Linked DNA regions of Mus musculus: region 1 is linked to region 2. Evidence: chromatin contacts called from public promoter capture Hi-C data. All regions are on one chromosome and are shown on one strand. Each heading gives the region's core, a stretch centred on a gene start, on an enhancer-like site or on the middle of the called end of the contact. The rest is flanking DNA. Distances are from core to core; before and after follow the strand shown.

Evidence for each region. Promoter capture Hi-C pulls out the DNA fragments that hold promoters and counts their contacts.
Region 1: a contact with region 2 is called in a promoter capture Hi-C map of hippocampal neurons, with 1.8 times the contacts expected there. The contact joins two enhancer-like sites. A contact is called at or near these places in 4 of 39 promoter capture datasets (cranial neural crest, hippocampal neurons, liver and 1 more), 4 of 484 Hi-C or Micro-C datasets (bone marrow-derived macrophages, cerebral cortex, cortical neurons and 1 more), 4 of 115 datasets of contacts at active chromatin or transcription factors (double positive thymocytes, embryonic basal ganglia, embryonic stem cells and 1 more) and 4 of 9 other capture datasets (adipose tissue, embryonic stem cells, liver and 1 more).

What each region holds. Positions count from the first base shown.
Region 1 is chr17:87,500,911-87,503,610 of GRCm38.p6, forward strand. No RefSeq gene overlaps it. Among named protein-coding and RNA genes, the nearest start is that of Gm30938, 28 kb to the left of the region's middle. Within about 2 kb of position 1,326, at least 95 of the 459 cell types and tissues checked have an H3K27ac peak or open chromatin away from gene starts, as enhancers often do. A contact at or near this core is called in cerebral cortex, cortical neurons and hippocampal neurons, where this site is marked.
Region 2 is chr17:87,329,401-87,332,100 of GRCm38.p6, forward strand. It overlaps Ttc7 (tetratricopeptide repeat domain 7), which reads left to right. Exons shown (of 20, transcript NM_028639.3): 9 at 1-60; 10 at 625-708. Among named protein-coding and RNA genes, the nearest start is that of Gm52284, 24 kb to the left of the region's middle. Within about 2 kb of position 1,416, at least 85 of the 459 cell types and tissues checked have an H3K27ac peak or open chromatin away from gene starts, as enhancers often do. A contact at or near this core is called in cerebral cortex, cortical neurons and hippocampal neurons, where this site is marked.

The sequences.
Region 1 (2,700 bases), core at 76-2,575, 170 kb after region 2:
CCAGCTTCCCAAATAGTGGGACAGCAGGCAAGCAATCCCACACCTGGCTCCAGCTCAGAGTTGTAATCTCTCTCTCTCTCTCTCTCTCTCTCTCTCTCTCTCTCTCTCTCTCTCTCTCTCTCTCTTTGTGTGTGTGTGTGTGTGTCTGTCTGTCTGTCTGTCTGTCCGTGTCTCTGTGTGTGTGTGTCCCCTCAGTGACAAGCAGAGGGAGGGAAACAAGCAGAGAAGCAGAGAAGGTTAAGGTTAAGGAGGTTTAGGATACAAGTCCTAAGAAATGTCTTGGGAAGGGAAGACAGAGGGAGGGGATGTGTAGCACCTGCCTGGGAGGAGGAGCCAAGCCCCAGGCCTGCACTCACCAAGAGGGTGGAGGAGAGCCAGGTGGACCAGGTCAGAAGCATGCTCTAAAGGTGACCTTTGAACCCTGGGCAAAAGTCTAGACACACCCCTCAAGCCCAGAGAGGGAGAGACAGATCTGTGCCTTCTAATTCTCAAAAGAACTCAGGATGGAAATCATGGGGGACAGCCTCGGTACCAGAAGAATAAACTGGCAGCCATGAAACCTCGAAGGCATGGTTCTATCCTTTGGGCATGTCGTTAAGGTTAGACTTCAAAGAAGTGACAAGAAAGAAGAGTGCTTCTCTGATTTCACAGAGCGGAAATTACTTCAATTTAAGGTTCAAGATAATATAGTATCTGAGGCCACATTTGTGCAAATCTATCATCAGATCTTTCAGAGATTTCATCCAGGCAGCCTTGGGGTGCATGGTGATGAGAAACTCAGCCTGCCTTGCTCTCTCTTCTCTGCACACACCTTCCCTCCTCCCACTTCCTCCCCCACCTCCCCTTTGAGCCAGAGCACGTGGGAACAGGGAATTATGACTGCAGGAGCCTTGGGGCATGGTTTCTCAGAAGGAGAAGCTGATATAGACTTGACTCACGAAGTTCTTACAGCACCAGACCTATCCCTCTGCTTTTTCATGTAACCAGAGAAACAATTTCTCTGCAGTTATGTCCACTGTCCTCCACCCAGACAGTCTTAGATCGACGCAGAGCTGCTGCTGCCCTGCATGGCCAGGACTGAGAGGGGCCCACTTCCCAGGGATCCGCTGGGCATCTTTCCTGAAGCTGTTTCTTTTGTCAGAGACCCTAGAGATGTTTATTAGTCTGGGAGAGTAAACACGCTGAGAAGCTGGGCTGTGTTTCCTCTTACTGCTGCCTCTCAGTATGTTTGCACTTTATGTAATTCGCATGTAAGTGGGAAGCCTGAGTTGGTGGAAATCTGGCTTGAGCATCCAGAATATGCAGTTCCCTGGATAGCCACCAAGAGGGGACTGAACAGAAGACATGATGTCACCTTCAAGGGGGAGACTTTTCAGCTGTCTGGGGCGGGGAACTAGGACGAATGAGAAGAACTACCGGCCTCAAACCCCAAAGGAGAGGCCAGAACACCTTTCTGGGCCCCAGTCCAACCTCTGCCTTGAAAACAAAGCTCCAACGAGATGTAGTGCAGATTCCAGACCTCCAGATCCTAGTTGCCCTGAGGGAGAGCTAGCTCTAAGCAGCCCAGAAGGTCTCTGGGTATCCTGTGCCCCCACCCACAGAAATCAGGAGCCCAAGGCTATAACCAGTGTAGAACCAGACCTAAGATAATTCAAGGGTTACCAAGCCAGGTCTTTCGAAACCTTTCTCTCACTAAGGGAGAGGAGGGGCATGGGCCTAGGGAATAGGGACCTCCACCCATCCATGGACAGCACCCCCCCCCCCCATCCCTTTAGTCCTTGGCAAGGTAATTAATGGCCAGGAAGCTCTACATCAGCCTTCGAAAGCTAGTGCGGCAGGAGCTCCCTCCTGACAGCAGAGCTAATAAGAAAGTTGCTAATGCAATTTATCACTTTAAAAAGCCATATGCCGGTGGATATGAGCCCTTCTCTGCAGCAGCCAGCAGCTCTCAGAAGGGGGTGCAGATGATGTCTTCACTAAATCAGTGGCATGGTGCAATGCAGCAGGCTAAGCAGAGGAGGGCTGCTAGGGATGGGATGGTGGTAGACTGCTGCAAGCCGCAAGCCCCTCCCCCGCTGCAAGCCCCCCTCCCCCTCCCACCCCGCCACCCTCACACCCCCCCACCCTCACCCCCACCCCAACCCCCCCCTCCCGCTGCAAACCCTGGCTGCAGACCTCAGCTGTCCCATGCCCAGGAAGTCTACCTGGGCTAGCTGAGGAACCAACCCATTAAGAGCTAGCTGGGCTCTGAGCTCCAGCCCCTGCCTCCTTGGAACTGCAAGAGCGGGGCGTTTCACTTCCTGTTGCAGTATCTTCAGAGATGACTGATCTGTCTCCATCCCCGGTGCCGACACAACAGACCCCACTAGATGGGCACATTTGTTTTGTTGTTTTTCTCTCCTAATCCCCTGCAATCCACGACCCAGGGTTGTCAGCCCAGAGCCAGCAGCAGGGAAAGATGAGAAGCCTATCGGGTCCAACAGAGTCTCTGTCCCCAGCTGAGACAAAAAGCTACTTTCTTTAAGTACCCGGTGTCTGGTAAAACAGAGAAGCTTCTACAAGGGAAAGAAAAACAACAAAAACAAAAACCACTGAGGTGTGCTTATAATTGAAACCCACAAATGAAACAGTTGTCCGCTGTGGGAATGGAGCCCAGGGCTAGGGAAAGACACTGATGAAATGTCCACATGGCTGGAGTCC
Region 2 (2,700 bases), core at 166-2,665:
ATTTATGACCTCCTGAGCATCACGCTGGGCCGGCGAGGCCAGTATGTCATGCTATCAGAGGTAGGGTCAGTCACTCAGCCTACCTCACTTCCTGGGAACTTAGTCATTCACAGAATCACATGAGGTGACCGTTGGTCTTTCCCCACTTGCCCTTTTCTCTCAGACTGGCCTGCCTGTCACTAGCCCTGTGACCTCCACATCAGCCACCCTGGCCTCTTTCACGGTTCACTTTCTGCGCAGTGGGGGTCATTAGAGACCTTACCTTATGGTGGTTAGGAAGAAGTTGATACGTGTAAACATACACGTGCTACACGGGTATCACTACCGTGCCCCGTGATAATAAACACTAGTTATTTTTTATTTCATAAGCCTTATTTCATTTGCACATCCAAAATGGCTGTCTGAAGCCATCCATGTAGAATGGAGGTGGGCACCTAGGACTACAGAGGGTGAGACAACTGTCGTGCCTCATCACAGTGCCTGTGTGCAGGGGCTGGATTGTCCCTGTATTCCCAGGCTGCCCTGCGGCCCTCTGAAGGCAGCGACTCGGGTCATGGTTAGCCTGTGAGGGACGAGGCAAGCAGGCGGCTGGTGGGGCAGTGCTGACTGCGTGTTCCTCCCCAGTGCCTAGAGCGAGCCATGAAGTGTGCTTTTGGAGAATTTCACCTTTGGTACCAAGTGGCCCTCTCCATGGTGGCTTGTGGGAAGGTAAGGCTGGGGCTGTGGGGGCGGGGGTTTGCCCGACGCCTGCTCCGATCTCTCCTGGGGGTGGTGTCTCAGAGTTTGGTGCTGGAGACGTTGGTGGCCCAGTATTGGGATGACTCCCTGAGGTGGATGGGGAAGGCGCTGTGTTCACGTGCTAGCGATGGTGAGCGTGCCCATGCGCAGGTGTGGGCGTGGGTGTTTCTCTCTTCCTGTGGTCCGCCACGGGGTGTTTGCAGTTGGGAGTCGGGAGCGTGCCTAAGAGGGTCGATGATAATGATGATGATGATGTAGCAAGAGGTGCCTGGGTGGAGGCAGCAGAAGAGCCCAGCTCTGCCCAGAGCCAGGGTAGGCAGGCATTCGCCCTCCATCTGCCCAGCACCTGCTCCAGCATTCCTGATTTTTGCTCAGATCAGAACGATGCTTATGTAAGCCTCTATTTTAAGCAGAGACATGAAAGGAGAGGCTTTCCGGAGCTGGGGGCTGAGGGAGATGTGTCTGAGGATGCTATGAATGCAGGAAACAAGGTGGTCTGAGCTCACAGACTGTTTCAAGAGCTGTAAATACCCAGAGCCCTTTTGTGGGGCTGAGGGAATTCCCTCGCCCCCTGCCCATCTGCGCTACATTCCATTTCTAGCCCCACAGCCTCTCCGAGGAGGCCTTCCCAGTGTGCCAGTACCGCCTCCGCGGATGGGGGCTGCCGCCAGCCCTGGGTCTCTTCAGTAAGACAGGCCAGGGCCTGGCAGGGAGGAGGTTCAGGCGCTGCAGGCTTGTCAGACTGTCTGCAGAGCACAGCCAAAGTCAGCGGGGAGGCTCCTCGGGCATCCTCTGCTGGGTATCTGCTCTTCCCAGCCCTTCTCCATCACAGGGCCCACCTCCCAGAGCATCTCAAAGTCACAGCACAACCGACCTTGGCTCTGCTCAGCAGGGAGTTATCAGAACTCCGGGAGAAATCCGAATACAGACAGGGCTGGCCCTGCAGGATTGGGGGGACACTCCCTAGGAGCAAGCAGCACGAGATGAATGGAGAGGAGGAGGACAGCGGGCACTCCAGGCAGAGGGCAGTGTGAGCCGAGTGGGAGGGGCCAAACGACCGTAGTGCAAACAGAGCTATGTAGGACTTGAAGGAACCAGCCTGTCTAGGGAGTAACAGAAGGCTGGGGGGGAGGGGGGGTGCGGCGGGACCTGATGCGGATCCTGCATACACAGCAGCATGGGACAGCTTCTTCCTGCTTTCCCCCAAACAGGAAACACCTTTAGCCTTAGCATAGCGGAGATGAGGAACAACCTAGAGTCCTGCAGTGCTCCCGGGGAGGTGGATTTTTTTTAAGCTACCCCCTTTAAAAACAAACAAACTAACTAACAAACACAAAACAAAAGAACAAAAAACTATCCATGAAAGCTTCAATTTCGAGAGAGTTCCTGGAGGCCCCAGCCTCAGGAAAAGGACCCACAAATGTGGGATCTTTCTCCTCCTTATGGGGAAGCTGGACCCAAAGTGGTCCAGACTCCGGCCTCTGGGAAGCCATCACCTACTCTGGCTCATTCATGATCCAGCAAGGTGGGCATGGGGAGTTGGAGTGGTGAGCAGTTCCTCATATCTGAGGCTACACAGGCTGCAGACATTGGTCTTCTCCCACCCATGCACCCAGTGCACGGGAGACTGTTGTAGAAGGCATTCTCCAATCCCACCGCCCTGAGAATCCTGCATGCCAAATCCATTTGCCTGACTATCCTGGCAGACCTCAAAGGAGTGGCTGGCCAGAGCTTGCCTTTGCTGAGCCCAAGGTAGGAACCCAGGTTCCGTACCTTCCAGAAGGTACGGCTGGGCAGATATAAATATGCCTCATGCTTCACCCCATAGGAATAACGGATGAGTTCTGTGGCATGATTTAGGTCGCTCCCTCTCTTGGTCTCCATGCGGCAGTTTCATTGGCTGTGTTGCTAGGTAACCAGCATGGGGGGGGGGGGGAGAAGAAGCCTGCTGCTCCTACTGCT